Linked DNA regions of Mus musculus: all the other regions are linked to region 1. The links are chromatin contacts, called in public HiChIP or PLAC-seq and Micro-C maps. All regions are on one chromosome and are shown on one strand. The core of a region is the stretch at or near the end of the contact, and the rest is flanking DNA. Distances in the headings are between cores, read along the strand shown. Region 1 holds the start of Lrrc58 (leucine rich repeat containing 58). Region 2 overlaps Cd80 (CD80 antigen). Region 3 holds the start of Pla1a (phospholipase A1 member A).

Region 1 (4,111 bases), core at 652-3,151:
GTTACTTCCTTCAGAAGGCTGACTCAAACGGCACTTACTCAAGAACCAAAATAGGTCAAATCCCTGTCATTCTATCTCAGGGGATTAGCCCCAGAACTTAGGAAAATGTTGGGACACATCAAGTACTGTGTAAACATCTATCGAGGAGCAAATTAAGGGACACTGTGTCCAGATGCCTCATTTGGCAAACAGGAAGTGCTAAGTGACCAGCAGAAGGGTGAGATGTGAAGAAAAAGTCTTATTCCTGGGTCAATGTTTTCCCTGTTAACTCGAAGGTTCTTTCTGGCTCCACATTCTTTTATCTTGGCTAACCAATTAAAAGAGAGGAAAAATATTTAACAAGTGGAAGATGCTTTCTTGTTTTGCTTTGACTCCCCTGCAGGGCACATTAGAGCACTTCTATTATCCTCTCTGCACCTCCTCACTCCAGTACACTACTGACTAAGCCACTAGGAGATAGGACAGACAGTTCCTGTAAAGAAGGAATCACATTCAGTAACATACAGTAACACAGATACAATGGTATGATGTGTGACACACAGAGGAAGTAATTTGGCTCTAATTGTCCTGGGAACAGTTTTTTTTTTTTTTTTTTTTTTTTTTTTTTTTTTTTTTAGAATTACAGAAAAGACTCCTAAGATAAAATTTTGAAATGTGAATAGTTCCTCAGGGTCAAAGGAAGCGCAGCGTGGTTTTTTTTTGTTGTTGTTGTTTTTGGGTTTTTTTGTTTTTTTTTTTTGTACCCAACCCCAACCCCACAATTTAGTGAAGCTGCCTTTCTGGGTGTGTGTGTGTGTGCAAGGCTCACTGACTCCACAAATGGTACTTTGGGTATCGGGAAAAGAGGGGAACTGGAAATAAAAACCAAGGAAGTAGGTCAGCACCTCCTACGCCACGTTAAATGCCACTTTGATGCAAACGCATGGAAAGTCTCGGAAGACTTAACCAGTAAGAAATCGCCAACCTCTGTTAACGGGAGCCCTTTTGACTCCCTGTCTAGACTCAAGAAAGAAGGCGAAGTCCGGCTTAGTGGCGCATGTCTTTTAGCCCCAGATTTGGGAGGTAGAGGCAGGCGGAGCTCTGTGAGCTTGAGGTTAGCATGGTCTCCACAATGAATTCCAGAGTTCATTGGGGGGCGCGGGGGGCGTCGAAGACCTGCGGCAGGCCAAACACAACCCAAAGGCTACCACCCACCCACCCACCCTTGGTCAGACGCTACGGGTGACAATGGCTCGCCTAGTCCCCCTCCCCCTCCAACCCGGTGCCACGGAGCTCGGGCCACCGCCCCGCTCCCCACCCCCGGGACTCGCCGCCGCTCACCTCCGCAAGTTCTCGATCTCGGCGGGGATGCTCTGCAGCTGGTTGCCGCCCAGGCTGAGGGTCTGAAGGGCGCGCAGCTCCAGCAGCGAGGCGGGCAGCTCCTGGAAGCAGTTGCCGCTGAGGTTGAGCACTTGGAGGCTGCGGCAGAGCGGCGACTGGGCCAGGCCCTTGGGCAGCGAGCCCGGGCCGCCGAGCCGGTTGTTCCTGGCCAGCAGCGTGCGCAGGCCGCTCAGCGTCAGCAGCTCGGGCCCCAGCGCCGTGAGCGAGTTGCCGCTCACGTCCAGGAGCTGGAGGTGCGGGAAGCCGCCGCCCAACGCCCGCGGCAGCGACGTCAGGCGGTTGTAGGGCAGCAGCAGCCGCAGGAGAGCCTCGCGCGCGCCGCGCCGCTCCTCGGCGCGCGCCTCCAGCTCCGACTCCAACGCCTCGGCCGACACGCTGAGGCGGGACCAGTTGAGTTCGGCCTCCCCGAGCGCGGCCTCCTCCATCCCGCCGGATCCCGGGCCCGCGAGCCGAGGCGGCGCGCCCCGGAACCTAAAGCGAGCGCCGCGTCGGAAGTGGCGCGGCGCGGCCCGGTACGGCCCGGGCGCTCACCCCCGCGCGCCCTCCGAGTCACGCGATGGTCGGCGCCGGGTGCGCGCGCCGCTCCGGGGGCCGGGCTCCGCCTCACGTGGCGCACGGCGCGGCGTCCGCTGCGCAGGAGCCGAGGCCTGGCGCTCCCGGGAACCGTGTGAGGGAGCTGTGCTCGCCCGGGCGTCGCGGGGCTCGGTGGGCGAGCCGGAGGCCTGAGGCTCCCCGGAGCGGGCAGCTCGCCCTTTATAGTGTGGCACCCGGTGGTGGCCTTGGCCGCCAGAGTAAACAGCTCCGGGGCTGTTGATCCCGCCCGGGGGCCTGCGCGTCACGGGGCGCCGCCTCCTTTGTTCTCACTTGAGGCCGGGGCCCCCCCATTTTTGCGGGATCCAGAGAGAGTAGCCATGACGGGGACGTAGCCTGAGAATTTAATGTCTTCAGGAGAACGTGCTTGGTGGCCCCACGCCTCTCGTCCCCGCTCTGAAATGCAGAGGCAGCCGTACTGAGTCTGAGGCCCGCCTGACCTACATAGCCCAGGCTAGCCAGGGCTACACGGTGAAGAACAAAGGCCTCTTCGAAGCTAAAGCCAAAGTCGGAGATGGCTGTCGCCCCAGCTGGAAAGCATGCTTGAAGACCTTCCCTTCCCTGATTGCCTGTTGTTTCTTAAAGCATTGTCTAACGCGAGCGAGCCAAGACAGCCACAGCTATACAGTGAAACCTTGTTTGGAAAAAAAACAAACCCCAAAACAACAACAAAAAGCACCATTGTAAAAGTATTGTGTGTCCAATAAGAACTTTGTCCACGTCAATCACAGAATCACTCCTGTGGGCTTTGGTCCCTTGGGCATGGGAATGCGCTTGGGAGTTGGATATAGGAGCCCCCTTTATTAGATCTAGCTTACACTGAGCTCAGATGGAGAAAGCGTTCAAAGCACTCTGCAAGTGAGAACTAGATAGAATTTAACTGGGAAAGTCTTGACTCTAGCTCTAATTCACTAATTCCAGTAGATTTATTTTCATCCTGATCCCATTTCAATGTCAATCTTTTCTGAGATTTCGTTTTGTAATTTTAAAGTCATTAGTGGAAATAAGAGAAAAGCTTAGTTTCTTACCGAGCTTAAATACAAGAAAGTTAAAAGGTTATGTGATAACCAGTGGGATTAAATTGCTTTTTTTCCTAAAAATCATAACCTCATCTACTCAGTTGTGCAGATGAGAGACTTCATGCTACTTCACAGCTAAGCTTTATGATTGAGTTGTCATGTTTGTTAGTTTAAACAATCTATGAGTGGAATTTAAAAAATATGTGCCAGACATAGTAGTACCTGCTTTTAATCCCAACATTCAGGAGGCAGAGGTGGGAGTGTCTCTGTGAGTACCAGCCTGATCTACATAGTTTTAGGACTGTCAGGGTAACAAAAAAAAAGAAACCATGTCTAAAAAATAAAATAAAATCTGCAAGTGTCTTGAAGACATCTGATTTGGAAGTTCCTTTTTTAAAATGGACCTTATTTCAGATCAACCTAATATTCTAGAAGAAGCCCTACTGTGATCAAGAATACTTAATGCTTTAAAAATGTGTACTCTTGGTAAAACAACAAGCAGTAGCAATGTCAAACGAGGGAAAAAAACAAAACATGATTGAGAAAAAGAGCTAGCCTGTGTAAACATCAGGTAGTAGGGGAAAGATGATCTCAATAATAGAATCTGAAGCTATGCAGAAAGTCCTAAGTGGGGCAGAAACTCCTTTTTAAATAAACAGTGAAGGAAAGAGGGTAGAAAATGGAGCTGTAGCAAAGAAATGGGCAAACTGACAAAATTTAGAGTCTACTGCTTGAAGAGCTGTAGTATGACCTATTTTAATAAAGATTTGTGCTATCGATATCTGTTTGTTGAATTTAGGCTAGATGGAAGCAGATCGTCGAACAGAAACTGTCTTGTAAAAGTTGAACATGGTATTATTTTTGAAGCTATAACAAGAAAACGATCAATATCAACGTAAACAGTGTATCTCCTCAACCAGAATGGGCTCCCATGTAAAGAAAAGCTCTTCATTTTCATTTTTTAGTGCATGCCCTTATATTCAACTCCCTACCATTCACTGCAGGCACGATTTGTTTATAATTAAATTTTTTTTAATGTGTGGTTTTTGGAGACAGGGTTTCTCTGTGTAGCCCTGGCTGTCCTGGAACTCACTCTGTAGACCAGGCTGGCTTTGAACTTA
Region 2 (4,111 bases), core at 451-2,950, 610 kb before region 1:
GTGGCAGAACTGTATCTGCAGTCACAGTCCCCAACACCAGAGCCCATCCTCACTCTCCCCTTCTCTCTCATCCCTCCCTTTCTTTCCTCCTGATGACTGGAAGAGCACCCGGGGCTCCTTCTATCTGTTTATTTAGTAAGGAACAAGTGTGAAGCCACCCTTCAACCTGAGAACCTGGAAACAGACAGGAGCCCACATGCGCCCACTCACATGGTCACGCTCTCCTGGACCTCCAGTTCTCAGCACTCATGCATCACCCTAAGTCCATGTTCAATGCCCCCTTGCTTCTTAAAAAAGTAAGGTTAGCCGCGCGTGGTGGACCACACCAGTAGGCAGGTATACTTTGGAGGCTGCAGTAGGAAGAGTATGATGTCAGCCTAGGCTATATAATGAGTTCGAAGCCACCCTTTCCCTTTCTTTCTTTCTTCCTTTCTTTCTTGCTTCCTTTCTTTCTTTCTTTCTTTCTTTCTTTTCTTTTCTTCTTCTTTTTTTTTTTTTTTTTTTTTTTTTTGTAATATAAGGCCATCTGTTCAAGTCCACCTTGGAAACCTGTAACAGATATTTAAATACTACATGAAAAGGCATCTTTAATATACTTTTTAAAAACATTTGAAGTAATCTGCTAAGAGTAAGTGTGTGTGTGTGTAAAAAAAAATTCATTCCCCTTTGAGTGCACTTTGACCTTTGAAGGAGGCAGGGTGGCAGGGAGGCAGGGAGGTCAAGTGGTTAGTGCTTCATCCAGGGGTAGGCTTCGATGGAGGCCTTGCTTCGGTCCCCATAGTCGTACAGGAGCTCCTCCCCAGCTGCGATGTCTCGGGTGGCGATGAGGATGAGGTGAGGCACGCCGTCGATGTCGTGCAGTTTGGTCTGGCAGTTCCCACACTTACTGTGATTGATGAGTCTCCCCAGGCAGTTCGTTTCTTGAGTGGCATCCACGCAGTAGGTTTTGCTCAGATACTGAAAATAGTACATGTAGCAGCCTGTGGAGGGGTCCTGTGCGTACAAGAGCCTCCCGCTTCTTGGCATCGGTAATTTCAATGAGGTTCCCATGGTATTCTACCACAAAGTATCCTCCGGGAAAACAGCTTGGTAGCGATCCCGCCCCTGCCTTTGCCATCAATTAGATGGATCTTCATGCCTTCTTCCTTCCCGCTCTCAGTCAGCTCGTCTATTTTCTTCCTTTCTTCAGACTGCAGCTCAGCTTTGCTCTTCCAGGAGCTCCTCCGCACAGGGTAGAAATCGGTGAATTTTCTATTCTGCTGGGTTTTCCCTTGAGACTTTTTCTGAGGGGCCTGCTTGCCCTTGAGGGGCTTTTTCAGGGTTTGCTTAGCGACTGCTACATTGGTAGAGTCACATGATGGGGGTGGAGTTTTTGGAGGTTCTGCTGCTTCGGATTTTTGGTTTGAAAAAGGCGCCAGGGGACCTCTCCTGGTGTCTTTGCTCTTCTGTTCATCTGACTTCACAGCGCTTCGGATAACGTTCCTGGCGTTCCTTTTCTCGCTTCCTGTAGATTCCAGCTAATGGTTTCCCCGGGCATTTGACCTCGTGATGGGCAACCGAGTTCTCTTCCTGAAGTGGAGAGCGCATTCCAGAGCACTTGTTAGGACTCATGTAGGCATAGATCTTTGGCTGCCCAGCAAACACGTTCTCCCCGTCGCTGCGGGAGGCCCCTCTGCTCCACCATCTCCGGGACCAGAGCAGCCGCCGCTGCTGCCGCCTCCACCGCGCGGGACTTGCACAGCTTCCTGCCTTGTGTTCTAGTGGCCTTCATCTTTAAGAAAAATGCCTAGGTAGGCAGGATTCCAGGCACTCTGGTGACTGCTTACTGCCTTGTGCTGTTGTGCGGTTGCTGTTAGGGATACTGGTGGTGTTAGGGCATGCGGCCAAAGATTTGTTGTATTTGTGCAAAGTCATAGATGCGAAGGACATCAGAAGGTACTCAGCTTCTGCCTTAGCTAGCATTAGGACCACACAACTAAGTCACTTCCCGAGTCTGGCCCTCTAATGTCTTAGTAGCTAAAATTCCAAAGCCTTGTTTTCCATGACCTACCCAAGGGACCTCCCAACCTCTACAATCCTCATTTTCTAAAAAAAAAAAAAAAAAAAAAAAAGGCTTGTACTCAGATCAAATATACAGTATTTAATCTGTAATCACAACCACTACATTTTATTAATTCCTTGCTACTCTGGCATTTTAAAGAGACAAGGAGGCTTCCTGGAGTTGATTTCATTTGTATATTTGACCTCCAGCAAGATGCTAAAGTAGACTTAGAGTCAAGTGTGGATACCTCCTGCCACTTGCTTCTCATGCTTAGACTTTAGGAATTTAGCTCCTCCCCTCTCCTGTGGCAGTCAGTTCCTCTACTCCAGTCCATACCCTGAGCTTTCGTTTTGGAAGTCTGAGTGCCACCGAGCTTGTATGAGCAGGGGTCAGTGACTATCAAGAGCAGCTCTTAAACAGAGATTTGCCCTGTGACTGTGGGCCACTCCCTTGCTTTTTAGTCTTGGTTTGTAGGCAGGTTAATAACCCATGCATTCCAGAGATGAAGGGATGGAAAGACACCACTTAGCACGGAGCCTGACACACAGGATATATTTAGGAAGACGCTCTCATTTAAATCAGGCTGTCAAGGAAACCTTCTGAAAATGCCCAGGGATACTGGGAGAAATGGGAGAAATGAGGGAAGAATACGGAGTATAGTTACCAGAAAAGGGAAAACCCTGAATTTGGTTGCAGAGGAAGTCATTGTAAACAACAACAACAACAACAATTCCTTGGTAGTGAAATCTCTCTGAGTTTGAGGCTAGACTCCAAGCCAGCCAAGGCTACATAGTGAGACCCTATCTCAAAACCCAAAACTAAAACAAAGGGGAAATTTAAAATGGGCCTTGTTCTTAAATAAAGTTGCATGTGTTCCTGACCTATTTATAGTTGGCATTATTATTTTCTACTTATTACCTTAATGCCACGCAATCAAACTACTACTTGGATAGTCAACATAAAAATTTTATTTTGTTTCTTCTAACCAGACATCATGGGCTTTTTAACCTGGAGTAACAAATCTGCAGGCCTAACGCTCTCAGTCACAACTCATGTTTGTTTTTTTTCTAAGAAATGGTTAGTTCAGTAAGAGCCACCTTTTCCTATCTGACTGAGCTTACAGCAGCCTCAGCTTTCTCCCCTAGCCCTGCTACAAGATAACGAGTTAGAGGAACTACTTTGAAGGTCTTTTTTTTGGGGGGGGGGGTTGAGACAGGGTTTCTCTGTATAGCCCTGGCTGTCCTGGAACTCACTTTGTAGACCAGGCTGGCCTCGAACTCAGAAATTCGCCTGCCTCTGCCTCCCGAGGACTGGGATTAAAGGCATATTCTACCACGCCCGGCTTACTTTGAAGGTCTTGCAAGACTGAACCATCTAAAGATTAGCCCTTTGGGACTAAAGAGATGGCTCAGCAGTTAAGCACATACTCCTAACTCACTCTTGCAGAACACACAAGCACTCATATTGGGTGACTCGCAAGTGCCTTTAACTCTAGTTCCTGGGGAATCCAATACTTTCTTCTGACTGCTGTGAGCATCTGAGCACACACATATACATAGTTAAAAACAAAGTAAATCTTTAAAAATAAAAGACTGGCTCTTCATCTCTCAGATGACTCAGTTAACCCAGGTTTTGGTCACTTTTAGTGGAGAAAGGTGAGTATATGTTATGAACAAAGGCAGGAATGCAAATGATTCAGAAAAGTAAAAAATATGTGACCTGATTAACTTGCTACCCAGAATAAGATAGTTCTCAAATGCAGTTTACAGTACGGCCACTATATATCACAGTTATTGTGCTTCCGCGAGTCAGAAGGCATCTCAGGCCATTCTAGCGCCTGGGATGGTTACCGTGACCTTGAATGATCCCAACTACAAGAAAAGTGCATTAGTAGAGGTCTCCACCTTGATCAATCAGGTTTTCTGTAGCACTAGAGACTCAACCCTCACTTATGAAGTCAGACGTTTCCTTCTCTGCTAAACGTGTCACCCCCATCAATAGACATGTTCCTTTAAGGAGAATCCTACCAACCTTTGATGGACAACTTTACTAAAGCCAAGTGTTTAACTT
Region 3 (4,111 bases), core at 809-3,308, 560 kb before region 1:
CCCTATGAATCAGCATCTAGTGACCCAGCCTAAAGATTCTTAGGAAACTGCAAGAACACATTTCTTTTAATATTGCAAAACAATTCAGAGATATGCCTGCCTAGGTTAAGAACAGATGGTAAGGTAGCCCGGTGGGACTCTGTCCTTAAATTAACATTTCTACCACTCATCAGCCTGGACTGGCTGTGTCCCAGACTGACCTTGAACTCAGGAATCTGCCTACCTCCGTATATGCCTGCCTTTGTATCATTCTGACAAGCTAGCACATAGTGTGTTTCCTTTAGTTTCGTGAAGCCTCTCATAATTCATATTGTGTCCTTGTATTTTGCACAGTTGAGAAATTATATATTTTGAACTCATGTTTTAAAAGTCCTTTCCACAGCCTTAAGGGCTGTCCTGAAGGTCCCAGCCTTTACCATTTTGCTAAGACATGGACACACCTTCACCTTTGGACTTGTCCTCTCAGATTATCATGGAATCATTAATGTTAACAGGGAGGACATTCCTTAAAGGAGGAATGTAAGGTATGTACATTATTATACAAACAAGCCTTAGGCCCATGGCAGCCATCAACATTCATAGAGGCTCAGATGTGCTGGCCTTGTCTCAGAGGCAGGGACCATGTTATTCTGTCCCCTCCAAGGCCATGCTGGGCTTGGCACTCACTCAGTCAACTAAACAGGACTTAAAAGAGCGAAACACCAAGCTTGGGGCCTGCATGCATCTGCACCAGGCCCTCTGCATATACATACGTCATGGCCGTCAGCTTGGTGCTTTTGTGGGACTCCTAACACTGGATCTGTGACTCATTTGCCTGTCCTTGAGACTCTTTCCCTTATTTTGGGTTGCTTTGTCTAGCCTCGATATGAGGGCTTTTTGCTTTGTCTTATTGTCATCTTGCTTTGCTCCATTTGGCTGTCATCTCTTAGAGGCCTTCTGAAGAGGAAAGAGATGGGGAGTAGATCTCAGGGAACGAGCATGTGGGGAAGAGCTGGGGGGAGTGGAGGGAGGAAAAAATGGTCAGGAATTATTGCATAAGAATCTACAATAAAAATAAATAAAAAAAAAACAACAAATGAAAATGGTGGCTTTCTATGGACTCTGGAACTGGAAGGAAGAGACAACAGTGGGTAGGAGATTCATTCTTCACCATAAATTTTCATACATTTCAAATTTTACTTCGTGTGTGTGTGTGTGTGTGTGTGTGTATGTGTGTGGCAGAGATCCATGTCTGCTGACTTCTACTATCTTTCAAGACAGAGTCTGTCACTGAACCAGGTACTCACAATTGCTAGGCTGCCCATGGATACACCCAGGGCAGTGGCTCTGTTCTGGTATAACCTGTCCAGCTCTAACCCCCTACCCGGTATCACCTTTGTACGCTCTGGATGTTCCCGGACAGGGCTGGAAAGCATGTGTGCCAACAGCACTCCTTCACAAAGCTACTCTTCCGAAAGATGATGCTTGCCTGCTTCCGGCTCTCCGCCTTGTAATGGTGTGCTCCTGTTGCAGGAACACTGACCCAGGAAGGGCCCTGCCCTGCTCTAGCCTGCAAAAATATCAGATTCTGTGGTCTCCACTACCCCTGGAGTGAGGTGGCAGCACGAGAGGACAGACTCCCTGGCTCCAAACCCAGGCTAGACCACATCCATCAATAGTGTTCCCACGTCACTCACATCTCCTGCTCTTGGTTCTTTACCTGTGAGCTCAGGCATCAAGATGTCTCTTCTCTTGGGTTGGACTTGACTTCCTAACCTCGAGAGGCTGTGGAAGGCAGCAGTACTTTGCAGAAGCAAATTGGATCTCCCTTTACTCTGTCCCATAAACGTACCCATACGTGTGTCATTGGCTGCACACCGGGTGAGGTTCCCTAGGGATCCAAAAGTGAAAGAGCTTTCCAGCCTCCAGCTGCTCAGTATCCCAGGGACAAATATGTCCACAGAAATTCCATTACGGTGAGAGTTTTGTAACCACTGGGAGATGAAAGGCTGCCTTGGGCCATCACTGAGATTTCATAATGGGAAAAAGTCACTTCCTGATCTTCTTTGGTGCAGAGAGGAAGAACGGTATGTTTCAATGTCCCCTGCTTAAAAAAAAAAAAGTGGGAAGGTTGGCTCATTTTCATTGAGAAGAGGAAACTGAAAACTCCAGAGGTTAAACAAATAGGAAGGTTTATTTATTTATTTATTTATTTTACAAGCCACAGAGCCAGTTAATGATTCCTAAGTCCCAAGTGGGTGTTACATGTTTGCTTGAAGGCTGGGCCATGTGACATCCCAGGCTTGGGGACTCTCCTTCATTCTGGCTCCAGGACTCCAGCTCCACGATGCGTCCTGGCCTCTGGGAGACATGCTTCTGGTTGTGGGGACCACTTTTATGGCTCAGCATTGGAAGTTCAGGTAAGCCAAGGGCTTGGGTGGAACCTTATTTCTTAAACTGTCCTCTTACACAGCACTGACTTTGGAAGGTCCCCTAAAAGTTCTTTATCTCTGGCGGCGATTTTAAAAGAAAGGGGAAAACCCTCTTATCATAACGGGAATTAGTGGTGAGACCAGTGCCTTCTTGGGACACCAAAACTGAACTTCCCCCATCTCCTGACTCATTTTTCTAAAATCCGAATTATAACCCTTTTCACCTTGTTCAAGCCAAAGTGACTGTAACAAAAATTACCTTTGACTAACTCTCAATATTAATTTTCATCCTACTAACGGCTACTGTTTTCTATGTAGTTACTTTTTAAATTTTTTTTTTCAAGACAGGGTTTCTCTGTATAGCCCTGGCTGTCCTGGAACTCACTCTGTAGACCAGGCTGGCCTCAAACTCAGAAATCCACCTGCCTCTGCCTCCCAAGTGCTGGGATTAAAGGCGTGCGCCACCACACCCGGCTGTAGTTACTTTTAAGTTTGCCAAACTAACTTTTGGGAAAGTTCAAGAACATTTTTGTCATACACACACACACACTCGCACACATGCACTCACATATGTATGCACACACACACCTCACAGGCCTGCACACAGGCAGAACAATCAGAAGGGTCTCGTGTCTCCACCTCCCAACCACAGACTGCTTTTCTGTCCTCCCCTAAGAGGGTTCCCATCTCTCAGCTTCTGAACGCCCACCGGGACTTGCTCAGACAGCGCTATTTCTAGCCTTTGCCTCTTGGGAGGGGTCTTTCCTCAAAGCAATTCACTGCCCTGCTCAGCATTTCCAAATGTGTTCCAAAGTCCGGATCACACAGATCTATTCTCTCCTTACACCCTAGGCAGCTTTTCCTCGGCTTCCTGTGGGGTTTTTGTCTCCCTTGGTTGTTTGTTCCTATAAGGGGTGGGTCTGGGGCTCCAGTCTCTTGCGTACATTTAGTCCATGTAGGACAGGCTTAGTGAATGGTACTGCACCCCTGCCCAGTGAGCAGCAATGAACTGGGGGAGTACACGCTGAGCCGGCAGACATGGATTAAGTATATCTATCTGTCTTTGTGTTTAGAACTTTGAGGAAGTGACTTTTCTTTATCTGTCCTTGGAGACTGTCCTTACCAAATTGGGATGCTGTCAAGGACTACAGGAAGTGCGTGCACAAACTGGACCTGTAACAGTCGCTTATATTCGGGTGATTGTATTTATTATTAGTGAATAGTTGATGGGAGAAAGGGGGAAAGAACTGTCACAAGCCACTTTAGGAAAAAGATAAGACATATCCCAGATGCTCCTAGGGGAACTTCGGGTGCTGTTGGGAGAGGTGGTTCAGCAGGCTCCTCTGTTGCTTCACAGCAGCTCTGCCCCTGATGGGGGGTGGGGGGAAGGTGTTCCCTGCCAGGCCCAAATTGAAATGTCAGGGTGGGAAGACTGGAAGAGAATTGTCCCCACACTTTCTTTGCAACCTTGCCTGGCAGCAAGCTCACAGTTCCAGACACAGACGGAAGATCAGAAGCCTTGAGTTAGGTTATTGGGTTGGGGTTAGGATAAGGACTGATCAGTTCTAAGTGTGGATGGGATTCCAGGTACCCATGCAGGAAGAGAGCAGGCAGTGCTTGCTAGCAGGGTCTCCAGAGCCCTCCCCCATCGGCTTGCCTTTGTTTGCTGCCCTCTTTCTTCAGACAGACCTTGCAGGCCC

What was found. A called contact is a pair of places that touch in the nucleus more often than the background predicts. HiChIP or PLAC-seq counts read pairs in DNA pulled down with a chosen protein or histone mark.
Region 2: a contact with region 1 is called in an H3K27ac HiChIP or PLAC-seq map of embryonic stem cells, with 2.1 times the contacts expected there. The contact joins the enhancer-like site here to the promoter of Lrrc58 in region 1. A contact is called at or near these places in 1 of 39 promoter capture datasets (frontonasal cranial neural crest), 12 of 115 datasets of contacts at active chromatin or transcription factors (the 230-238 cell line, double positive thymocytes, embryonic stem cells and 7 more) and 1 of 9 other capture datasets (liver).
Region 3: a Micro-C map of embryonic stem cells shows a contact between it and region 1, with 4 times the contacts expected there. The contact joins the promoter of Pla1a here to the promoter of Lrrc58 in region 1. A contact is called at or near these places in 2 of 484 Hi-C or Micro-C datasets (bone marrow-derived macrophages and embryonic stem cells).

Annotation. Positions count from the first base shown.
Region 1 is chr16:37,866,190-37,870,300 of GRCm38.p6, reverse strand. Lrrc58 (leucine rich repeat containing 58) reads right to left here and starts at 1,901. Exons shown (of 4, transcript NM_177093.3): 1 at 1,321-1,901. The coding sequence starts at 1,805.
Region 2 is chr16:38,474,145-38,478,255 of GRCm38.p6, reverse strand. Cd80 (CD80 antigen) reads right to left here. Exons shown (of 5, transcript NM_009855.2): 2 at 4,073-4,111. It also overlaps the pseudogene Gm8590. Among named protein-coding and RNA genes, the nearest start is that of Gm41453, 6.7 kb to the left of the region's middle. Within about 2 kb of position 1,700, at least 135 of the 459 cell types and tissues checked have an H3K27ac peak or open chromatin away from gene starts, as enhancers often do. A contact at or near this core is called in double positive thymocytes, embryonic stem cells, liver and 4 more, where this site is marked.
Region 3 is chr16:38,431,092-38,435,202 of GRCm38.p6, reverse strand. It overlaps Pla1a (phospholipase A1 member A), which reads left to right and starts at 2,058. Exons shown (of 11, transcript NM_134102.4): 1 at 2,058-2,399. The coding sequence starts at 2,327. Gm36333 (a long non-coding RNA gene) reads right to left here and starts at 1,987. Exons shown (of 2, transcript XR_384843.4): 1 at 1,700-1,987.